Regions from separate parts of the Mus musculus genome. Here region 2 is linked to region 1. Evidence: chromatin contacts called from public HiChIP or PLAC-seq data. All regions are on one chromosome and are shown on one strand. The core of a region is the stretch at or near the end of the contact, and the rest is flanking DNA. Distances in the headings are between cores, read along the strand shown. Region 1 overlaps Slc22a23 (solute carrier family 22, member 23). Region 2 has its middle 69 kb from the start of Gm40909.

Region 1 (5,586 bases), core at 2,554-5,053:
GAAATATAAAAATACGTGTGAAACCATCAACAATCTAAGCATGCTCAAACTGCGGGTTTCCTCCCGATCTTTAAGAATTTTTTAAAAGGTCGATTATCAGCTTGCATTTATTTTTCAGAATCTCACCGTCAACATTTCTCACAGTCATTGAAGACACTGCCTCCTCGAGGAGTTCCTGCAAGGTCTGGCTGGGAGGTGATGCCATTGAAGCCCTCACTGTCAGGCTGGATCTCTGGTCATTTCCCATTGTAGTCGCACTACCACACACCCATGCACACCAGCTTCCTTTGCATGACACTGGCTCCTTGTGCAGATGGATCCTTCTACTTCTTGCACCTCCATGGCTATCATAAAGAACACACATCAGATGATGCACTGGCAGTTGCCGGGCCTTGCATACCCAGGTTTCCTGCGACGTTTACTTCTAACAGCAGAACTATGGAGTGCTCACTAGGACTCCAGTGGCAGAGCTCAGCAACCATTTCCCTTGGTGAGAGGCAGCAGGACGAGATCAACCACAGAAGGGTGTCCTCAAATGTCATGGCTCTCTGTTTGGGGCTCCTGCCTCTCTATCTGGGTCTTCTGGACGTCAAGCTTTCTTCAGATCTCTTGGCCCTCTGTTTAGATGGCTTGGGTCTGTCTGGGTCTCCTGGGCTGCTCTCTTGTCTGTCCCTCTCTTGGACAAGAGCCCCTCCACTCAGTCCTCATACTTATGGGACACTTGTGATTCTTCTCAAGCCTACTTTTATTCTCCTGATCCTATCTCTCCAGACCTTGCTTATTCTTTCTCCTCCTCCTAGTCTCCTGCCCCCCACCCCCCATCTGGGCTGTTGCCCCTCTTACTAAGCCAGCTGCAATAGTCTCTTACAGTCTTCTCATCTTCCAACTAACCAGATACATTTTAGTTAAGACAGTCTTTTCAGGAGCAAACCTACTGTGTCTCCTTGGTAGTTCTCTTCTCCACTGAGAGTCTAGTCTTATAGCAGGGCACAGTAGGTCCTGTCTGAGGTCATGGGCCTCAGTGAGTCAACACTCACTTCTCTGATCCAACCAGGAGATGACCAAATACACACACACACACACACACACACACACACACACACACACACACACACACAGGAAAGGTCATTTAGTATCCCAGGAAGGGTCTTCACCTGATCATGAAGAGACAGCCCTTTCCCCAAGGAGCTACAGACCAAAAGTCCCCATACCTAGAGCCAGGGTGAGGCAGGAGTTGACTATCTAAGGTTTGCATCCTTGTTCCAGAGGGAAGCCAACTGATCCTCTTCCCTTCCACTTGCTTCCTCCAACCTCATCACCTGGCTAGAAATAGAAGCCAATCTCTCATTATCCCGCTGGAAAGTAAACAACTGCTCCCCCTGGGTAAACATGAAAGTCACCAGGTCTCCTCTGAGCAGGTCAATAAGGAAGGATGACGTTTCCTGCCTTGGCTGTAAGGACAGCAGGGCTTTCTACCCAAGAACTTAGGAGACGGAAGATTTCCTCTGGCCTCTTCTCCCACCTGTCATCTTTCCCCACCCAGTTCTCTGTGCTGGTGGGTTTTGTCCCCTAAGCCTTGAATAGCACAGAACTGGCTAGTGGGAATCCTGAATGCATTTCCCTCTCCTGTCTAAATCTAGTCCAAGGAATGACTCAACTCTTCTATCAAAACACAGGTCTGAAGCTACACGGCAGCCCTGTGGCCCCTGGCATTTGGGGTATTCTCTCTTTGATGTGAATCATCTGTAGTGTATCCCTGCAGGTGCTAAACAGGGTAGGAATATCCTTTCTTTCCTCTCCCGGCACCTCTTCAGAGCCTGGCTGGTAGTTAGCCTGTCAATGTTGGTATAAGCTGTTTTTATTATATTAGGATGCATCATCTCTCTTCCTACATATCATTGTGCTTCTGTTTGTCAGAGAATATTGAATATTCAACCAACCAAGTAGTTTAAATATCACACTGTATGGGGAGATAGAAAGGGAGAGGGGAGAAGAGAAATTCTTGAAACAACTTAGAAATGAGTTGAATGGGAAAGTGGGAAGAACTCTAGCATGCTTTACGAGGACAGGTTTGTTGCTTCTAATGCTCTCCCATACAACCTTTGAAGAAGGGACCCATACTGGGGTTTTAACTCCTCCATCACATGATGGAGATGATCACCACCAGGGAGTGTTAACTCTTCGTAGACTTCTAAGCCTGTGTTCAACAATCCGGAGGAAGAGGTAGCATCACAGATGCAAGATTCTTTCCAGACACTAGATGATAATCGTGACTGGAGACACAGGCACACGTGTGCATCTTCATTAAACTCTTAATCTGTATTATGTGCAATGCATGGAATGCTTTTGTTTTTTAAACACCGAACAAGAAGCATCAAGTGGACTCTAACCTTAATCTTCTGGGATGTGTTGTAGACTGACTGCTGTATAACCTTGCTGTCAAGAAGGGTCAGAAACTTAAGGAAACGACCCCTGCCCCCTGCCCCCTGCCCTGTTTTTGTACAATTCATGGCCAGCTTGGCGCTAAGAATGACATGACACTTTTAAAGGGCTGTGAAGCTTGTATGGAATTAAGATTTTAGCCCTCACAAACAATGCTTTGTTAGAACGAACACAGCTTTTAGCTTCATTCCAGACTGTCCCGGCTGCTATTGCATCTGAACAGCAGTGCATGTGAGAAGATGAGGCGGGAGGATTTGAATTTAAGGTCATTCTGGGCTATAAGGAAGGGAGTTACTGAGCTGCGGTAGCAGGCTCCCCACAGCTGCAATGTTTCTGTTCTAGCCTTTTATAGAGGTGACAACACCTGCCCCAAAGGCTGTGGAATGGACCATCTGACCAATTTGTAAAACAGGATTCAGAATGGGGTGTTCTTGTCATGTGCTTCAGACTTCTGTCAGAAAAGTCAGTAATGTTATTTTTAGAAACGCAAACAGTGGTTTTGTTAAAAGACATGACTCCCAGAAAAAAGGACGCCCCAAACCACATCAGAGACGGCCCAAATGGAACATGGGGGCAGCAAGGGAGAAGGCAAGAAGACCCCCCTGTCTGTACTGAGAGGGGGAACAATCTAGGACCATCAAAGAGCATTTTAATTTTTAATGCTGTTCTCCTTTTGAGGCATTTAATTTGTGGCGGGAGAGAAAGATGTGTTCTCTAAAACCATCCCTTTTTAAATTTACCAACTGATGGCTGGGAGCCTGCATTTTCGCTACCAGAAGTAACGCCAGGCTGGGCGATTTGAACACTGTCCATTTAAAATTCAAGAAAGCAGCGTCAGATGAAAAGTACCCTCGGAATGCCTGCAGACAAAGGCCTCATAAAAGGCTAATGCTATTTGTCTAGAATTACAGGAAAGAAAGTGAGGGCTGGAGAGGCCCTCTAGCCCCAGCCTTTGTAAGGCCCCCTTGATGGAAAAGAAAGCTCCCCATTAGCATTCTAGTCGGGGCTCTTTGTCCAGTGTAATCTGAGGACTGTGGAAAGAAAGCGCCTGGTGATTTAACCTCCTTGGGTGGAAAAAGAAGAGAGGGGGGGAAGGGGAAAGGGAATCTCGTGTTATCCACTAGTGTTGGCAGAAAGGCACATGCCATGATTTTATGGGGCTGGGGTGATGAGCTGGGCACCCCAGGGCTGTGTCCAGAGAATGCCAGGCTGTGCACAGCACTAGGCCGACAAAAACCCAGCGTATAGGCACAGAGTCTGGATGAAAGGCCCTTTCTGTCATTCCCTAGCCCTCCTCCCTCCCTGCTGCTCTGGAAACCTCTCTAGCCTTCACCCTTTTTGGCTCTGCCTCAGATGGGCGCACTTCAGGAGCCACAGTGGATCTCCTCCCTGTCTCCTCCCTACCCGACACCATGCCAAGAAAGCCAGAGGGCCTTACGGATGCCACATTCCTACTACTTGTCACCGATACGGTCACCAAGGAGACTTGTTGCTTCCCTGGGGATAACCAGGAGACGCAGGTTGTAACACATTTGTGACAGAGATGCATGTCCCTAGATGAGCAGGATGGAAGGAAATGATGTCAAGGCCTGGGCCACACAGTATAGATGGTAGAAGCATCTTGAGGATGCCAGAGAGCCTCCTGTGGACAAGCCAAGCAGGGCAAGAGAGAACAATGCCCAAGGGACATAGTGGCCCGAAGCCCAACTGGCAAAACTGCTCCTCTCTGTAATTAGAGTCAAGGTCGAAGTACCCTGTTGTCTCCCTTCTATAGAGTCTAGGAATCCCAGGCACATCAGAACAGGAGGACACAAGAGAACAGTGAGGAAAAGAGGAGCTTGTCCTACAGAAGTGCAACCCTTGAATACAGGTCCTCATGTGGTGATGGCCCCCGACCATAACATTATTTTCATTGCTACTTTATAAATGCAATTTGACTGCTGTTAAGAGCTGTAATGTAAATGTACTTTTGGAGATAGAGGGCTGTCAAAGGGCTTGTGACCCACAGCTAGAGAACCACCGTTCTAGAAGACACATAAAGTCTCTTGTCCTGATACTGACTGGGGAATCTGCACACACACACAGATACATAAGGGCACACATGAAATACATAAATATAAATACAAACATGGTTTAGGAGTGCACACGAACACACACATATACAGAGAATGAGAGGGTGAGAGAGAGTGTGTGTGTGTGTGTGTGTGTGTGTGTGTACCCTGAGTCTCAGCTGCTCTGGTATGTTTACTAAGGACACCTGCTTTAAAGGTTCAATTTCTCCAAGCTTCATGATCTCCACCTTACTCTCATTTTCCCATCTGACAATCAGGAACTTGTTATTTGGGACTCACCTGGCTCATGGGAAACGGAACCATGAGAGTCTATAAGTCATGTTCTTACCTCCTATGAAAATGTCCAGACTTCTTTAGTGCCCGAGACTTAGTGTGACTTACCGGTGTTCAAAAATAAAAAAGGGATTGCAAACTGACCTTAATCCAAGTGTGGGATTTTTGCCAAGAAGGAAAAACACACAATGAAACAGCTAGAGCAGCAGGTGGGAATACCTCCATATGACATCTGCATAAATGTGTGTGTGTGTGTGGGGGGGTTGCACACATCTGGAAGGGGATCAGATGGCTGTAACATTTCCATTACATCTGAGAGCCTGTCTCACAGACCCAAGAACCTTCCTGTCATTCACAGACCCTCTGGCTATCAGCCATGTTCCAACAGAACTGATGAATAAGGTGGGAAGTCTTAAGGACTTAAAAGTAGGAAGTAAATATAACTACTATGCAAATATTGACAAATACCACAGTTCATGAGTTTAAGACTAGCTAGTGCTCAACTTAGTCTAAACTACACATGACAATTGGCTGCCTCAGAATTTAAGAAAAAGAATCCTTCATTTCTGGAGATCTCTCTCTCTCTCTCTCTGTCTCTGTCTCTGTCTCTGTCTCTCTCTCTCTCTCTCTGTCTGTCTCTCTTTGATAGGGTTTCTCTGTGCAGCTCTGGCTGCCCTGGAACTTGCTTTGTAGAACACTGTAGAACTCTGACTTCAAATTCAGAGATCCACCTGCCTCTGCCTCCCAAGTGCTGAGATTAAAGTCGTGTGTCATCACTGCCTGGCCATTCCTGGAGATT
Region 2 (5,607 bases), core at 2,267-4,766, 330 kb after region 1:
TTCCCTTGTCATTTACTTCCTGGAGCCTGAGCATGCAACCAGAGAAGCAGTAGTCATGAAGTAGCCATGACAACAAAAGCCACTCACACAGGACAACGGTGAAGAAAGACTCTCAGAAGACCATGAAGTATTGACCAGCTTTGACTGGTCTTCTTTGGTCTCCTTGTCAGTTGTGAGTGTATGTGTGTGGTTTTTAATGAAAGAAAGTAAAAAAAGAGAAAAAGAAAAACGACTCCATCTGGACAATTGGGTTTCTACTATTATTGGTCAAACACAATTTGTAGTAGTACACTAGCTTCCTCTGAGTCATTAATAGAAATGATGGTAAACCATGCAGCCGAGGTTCTCTCTGTTCAGATCAATTTAAGCTGTTTGTCTACAAAATTTACCAACCATCTCACGACTCAGCTCTCAAAGTCCACTGTGTCTACCTACATGGTCTGAGATGATTTGTCTTCTAGAAATTCCAATTTGTTTTGTCCGTGACCCTCTCCTGCTCTCTCAGATTGGCGATACTACTCCAAAACAGTTCTGGCTCCCATGTGGTGCACACATATGATTGCAGGTAAAACACCCATTCACACAAAACTGAAATAAACTAAATTTTATTTTAAGTTCCTTGTGATCCTTCCCCTTTGGTAAAGTCACTGTTCATCTTCCTGAGGACCATCTTTGTTTCAGCCCACTGTGGCTGTTCTCAGGTCAAAAAAACGCCCAGATGAGATTTGGGTGTGTGGTGTGTGTGTGTTGAGATGTGTGTGTGTGTGTGTGTGTGTGTGTGTGTGTGTGTGTGTTTCTCTTCCCTGCTTATCAGGATGTTTATTGGTGGCACCGCTTGGTGGTGGGAAAAGTGCCCTTATTTTCTGATAAAAGGAGAGGAAAAGTTAACTGCGGCTTCAAAGATATCAATCCACAAAGGAACACTTTAACCATCAGGAAACAAAACTACCAACACGCAGCTGTAGTTTGCTTGGTTACCTCACATCCTGTCCTTTGTCCATTGGGTCAAGATGAACCTAGCTGCTGAAGGGATAGTTGCACAGGGCACCATCTCATTCTTGCTCATGGCTGCCTACCTACCTACACCAACAATGCCCTTCACCGTTCCTACTCTGTTCTTTTATTTTAAACAGTGCAGATGCGTCCTGCTTGGCTGAGCTTGCTGACCTCCGTGCACATTTAATAAAGCTAAGACATGAGCACTGGTACATTAGTACTAACTTAACCCAGGCCATTCAGGACTCATCATTTCTCCCCTTTCTCATTCCAAGATTCAGCCTTAGATCCTGCATTGTATTGGATCTTCATTCATGTTCAATTTCATCCCTTGAGGTACCTTTATTTTTTTTCTCCTTTCTCATCAAAATTATTAGGTTTGGACTAGAAAATTCTCACTGGGAGCTGGAGAGATGATTCTGCAGTTAGGAAGGCATTCTGCTTTTGTAGAGGACCTGAGTTCAGATCCCAGCACCTGCACTGGGTGATTCAAAGCCACCTAGAACTATAGCTCCAGAAATTAGAAAATCTGCATTCACACACACAAAACCACACAGAGACATACACATGATTCAAATAAATAAAAATAAAACATTTCTGAAAGACAGGTTTCTCTGTTTCTCTATTATTTTGTTTAAATTTTAAGGCAAGCAAGCCTTTTTTCTTTTCTTTTTCCTTTCTTTCCTTTCTTCCTTTTTTTCATCCTTTTCCTTTCTTTTTTATTCCTTCCTCCTCTCTCTCTCTCTCTCTCTCTCTCTCTCTCTCTCTCTCTCTCTGTCTCTCTCTCTGTCTCTCTCTCTCTGTCTTCCTTTCTTTCAACATCTTCTCTTAAAAAAAAAAAAACAAAAAACTTATGCCATTGGATGGGCCAGAAATCAATCTGTTAGGATCTGGGACACTCAGGAAACCATTACACAACAGTGGTTTGCCTGCATGTATGTTTGTGTGTCACCTACATGCCTAGTATCCTAGAGGGGTGGAAAACTGTTGGAACCTAGTTGGAACCACAGTCCTAGCAGGATCTGGACTCCACAAACAGGTGTCCATTTCACACTATTCTGTACAATCAGGTCTTACCACGGTCCCTCCTATTGGCCTGAAGGAGGTCTTACATCAGTGTTTCAGAGATTTCTCTCCATCATATGCCTAGTCTTTGCCTAGGCATTTGATGGTTGTAGGATGCTTGGCCTGAAGCCAATGGTGGGTCTAAGCCTGGGCATTCACCCACTGCCCCCTGACAGGGTGATCTAGGGAACCTGAGAGGAGAGGTAGCTATGCTGGATATCACATTGGATCTTTGTGGATTGAGAGGGGGGGGAAAGCAAGAAAATTTCACTTCCATGAAGTGACTGGACCTTTAACAGGATTAAAAGGTAAATTAAGTAAATGAATTCAAGGAACTTATCTCCACCAAACCGTGTGTGTGTGTGTGTGTGTGTGTGTTACTGAGGGTTGCCTGTAGGACCTTGCACATAAAATAACATCAGCTTTATTTCATGAAATCTTTCGAGGTTATCCAGGCTGGCCTAGAACATTTCCCTCCCTCCCTCCCTCCCTCCCTCCCTCCCTCCCTCCCTCCCTCCCTCCCTCCCTCCCTCCCTCTTGAAAGGGCCTGATGCAAGCTCAGGGGAGTTAGCCACATGGACTGTGTTTTCTGCTCTCACTGGATCTGATCCTACAATGACACACAAGCCAGCCACTCAGGACATGGTTAATGAGCATGTGCCCTGTGCCAGGCAAGCCAAGACCAAGCAAGCCAAGTCAAAACTCAAGGAGACACAAGGTTGATGACAGGGAAATAGCACAGTGAGAGCTAGGGAGATCTCCTGAACAAAGTGAATATTACGTTACTTGCTGCATAACAAATTACTCCCACACACATTAGCAACTTAATAAACAAGAGCATTTCTTATCTCCTGCTTTCTGAGTGTCAGGATCCTAAGGCAGTTTGGTTATAGAGTGGCTCTGGCTCAGTGTTGCTAAGGAAGCTGAAGTTAAACAGATGGCCAGCTAGAAGATCTGCTGCCAAGCTCACTTAAACCACAGCTGGAATCCTCAGGTCTTCACAGACTTTTGTGCCAGAGACTTTAGTATATTGTTACATGAAGAGTCATTATGGCACACATCTAGCTTCTCATAGAGTGTGAACTGAAAGATAGACACCGTGGGCTTTTTAACAATTTAACCCTGGAAGGGATGTCCAATTGTTAGGACTGGTCACAAAGACAAACCCAAATAGAAATGAAGAAGGGGTAGCATGCAATGTGGGTGCCAGGATAGGGCCAGCTTAAAGAATAGCTAACAGAAAAATTGACTATGAGTGCATGTGTCATTCAGCCATAGCACTTGATTCAAATGTTTTCTGTATGAATGGAGACTTCATGTGACTAAATCTGACAGGGTCTTTTAAAAATATCACAATGGCTTTTAATGTGACACATTGCTGATAAGAGACAGGGTGAATATCGTCACTGTACATCACATTCACCCCCATTTGCTTATTTGCATGTCATAGATTTGTTCCACTAAGGCAGCTGCCTGGTTACCATGGCAACAGCTCAGAGGTAAATTTCCCTCAAGCACAAAGGCAATGTGAAGAGTAAAATTGAAGAGATTTGAAACAAAGAACAAAAAAAATTATCTTTGCTTGTGCAAATGAACCTGATAAATTTTAAATTATTCAATAAGACCCCAAAGGAGAGCCCCCCCAAGATGTTATGTATGGCTAAGAAATTATGTATGGCTTTATTTCAACTCAATAGAAATGTTTTAAAATCTTCCAATCTTACCAGAAAATACTTTTAAACATTCACAGAATATTATTATTTCATAAATTTGAATATGAAACTGGGTGTGGTGGGTAAATATAAGAGTGGAACATAGAAGGCAGAACTTGGCATGCGGAGATATGAGAAGGAATTGGCCCTAGATTAGCTGTCCAAAAATTATTTGGCTCACTGGTTACTGTGCAATGAGGCTTCAGCTAAGTCAGGGACACTCTTAGAGTCATGGCCACTTGCCCTTGATCTTTGCCCCAAAGTGGCTTTGATGATGCCAATCATGTATTTCGGGGCTTTCAAATGGAAGACTGCATGCCCTGAAAGACATAAGCAACCTCAGAGCAGCCCTCCCAACACTTTCTGCTTGTTCATCCATATTGAAAGAAAGAACAGGGATTGAACCATCCATGTGAAACCAGTTCATTACAAAATACTCTTACAATGAATGGGTATTTGACAGTTTTAGCAAACCTACATAGAAACCTCTTCCACATATCAGCTCAAGACTTTCCTGGAGCAATTGATTCTCTTGCTCCTTCCAAAGTTCTGTTATCAAGTAAGTAAGAAGGCAGCTATTCAGGATTGGTGATATAAACCAGTAATCCCAGCATTTCTGCTAAGTTGAGGGAGGAAGATCATGATTTGGGGGCTAGCCTGGGTTATATAGCAACATACAGCCTGCATCAGGAAAACAAAATGAACAAGGATGACTAACACTGCCTGACATGCTCATTAAAACTTCCAGCTATCCCTGACAGTTGATTGATTCTATTGTGACTTTTGTCCTTTATTGCTTTGTGTACTTTGAAGGTTGTTTTAAAAGTATGGAAACATTGCCCAGTTCTTCTTACAAAGTCACTGCTACCCAGACACCTAAGCCACCTAAAGACCCAACAAAGAAAGACAATTACAGCTGAATTTTCCTTATGAACATAAATGTGAAAATTCTCTATAAAATATTTTAAATCAAATCCAACAATACAGCGAAAAGATCATCCACCTCGATCAAGTAGGCTTCATTCTAGAGATACAGAGATGGTTCAACAAATGTAAATTGATAAATGCAATGTACCATATACATAGAATGAAAAATAAAAGCCACATGATCATCTCATCAGACACAGAAAAGGCCTTTAACAAAATCCAACACCCCTACATGATAAAAGTCCTGGAGAGATTAGAGAACTAGGGACATGTGTTAAAATAAAAACACAAACTTATAGCCGAAATGGAGACATAAACCTAAATGGAGACAAACTCACTAAAATCTGGAATGAGATAAGATTGCCCACTTCCTTCATTCCTATTCAATTGTAGTACTAGAAGTCTTTGCTGGAGCAATAAGACAACTGAAGGAGATCACAGGGATACAAATAGGAAGAAATCAAAATTTTATTTGCAGATGATGTGATTGTATACACAAGTGACCCTGAAAATTCTACCAGAAAACTCCTACAGCTGATAAACACTTTCAACAAAGTATCGGGATGTGGAAGCACCCACACTTATTTACCAGGCTAAGGTTATCCTGTTACCTGGCCACAAGGAATTAAACCAGTCCCTGTTGGAGGATCCCCAGAAAAACTGAGGCTGTGACAATTTTATTAAGAGCAATCAGACATTTTCTACCTTTATATGAAATAGAATATAATGGCAATTGCCAGGATCAATACAGCTGTAGTTTCCAGAATATAAGGATATTTGCAAACAACAGAGGCTATACAATATAAATGTCTAAGACCAGTTGTCCTATCAAGATTCCATGCTCCCTTGACTACTAAGGGAACATACAGAGAAATACAAAGGGGCCTAAAGGCTTCACCTGGGGAAA

Evidence for each region. HiChIP or PLAC-seq counts read pairs in DNA pulled down with a chosen protein or histone mark.
Region 2: an H3K4me3 HiChIP or PLAC-seq map of embryonic basal ganglia shows a contact between it and region 1, with 2.4 times the contacts expected there. The contact joins two enhancer-like sites.

What each region holds. Positions count from the first base shown.
Region 1 is chr13:34,245,673-34,251,258 of GRCm38.p6, forward strand. All of the region lies in intron 3 of Slc22a23 (solute carrier family 22, member 23), which reads right to left. Among named protein-coding and RNA genes, the nearest start is that of Gm52037, 51 kb to the left of the region's middle. Within about 2 kb of position 3,804, at least 118 of the 459 cell types and tissues checked have an H3K27ac peak or open chromatin away from gene starts, as enhancers often do. A contact at or near this core is called in embryonic basal ganglia, where this site is marked.
Region 2 is chr13:34,572,610-34,578,216 of GRCm38.p6, forward strand. No RefSeq gene overlaps it. Among named protein-coding and RNA genes, the nearest start is that of Gm40909, 69 kb to the left of the region's middle. Within about 2 kb of position 3,517, at least 38 of the 459 cell types and tissues checked have an H3K27ac peak or open chromatin away from gene starts, as enhancers often do. A contact at or near this core is called in embryonic basal ganglia, where this site is marked.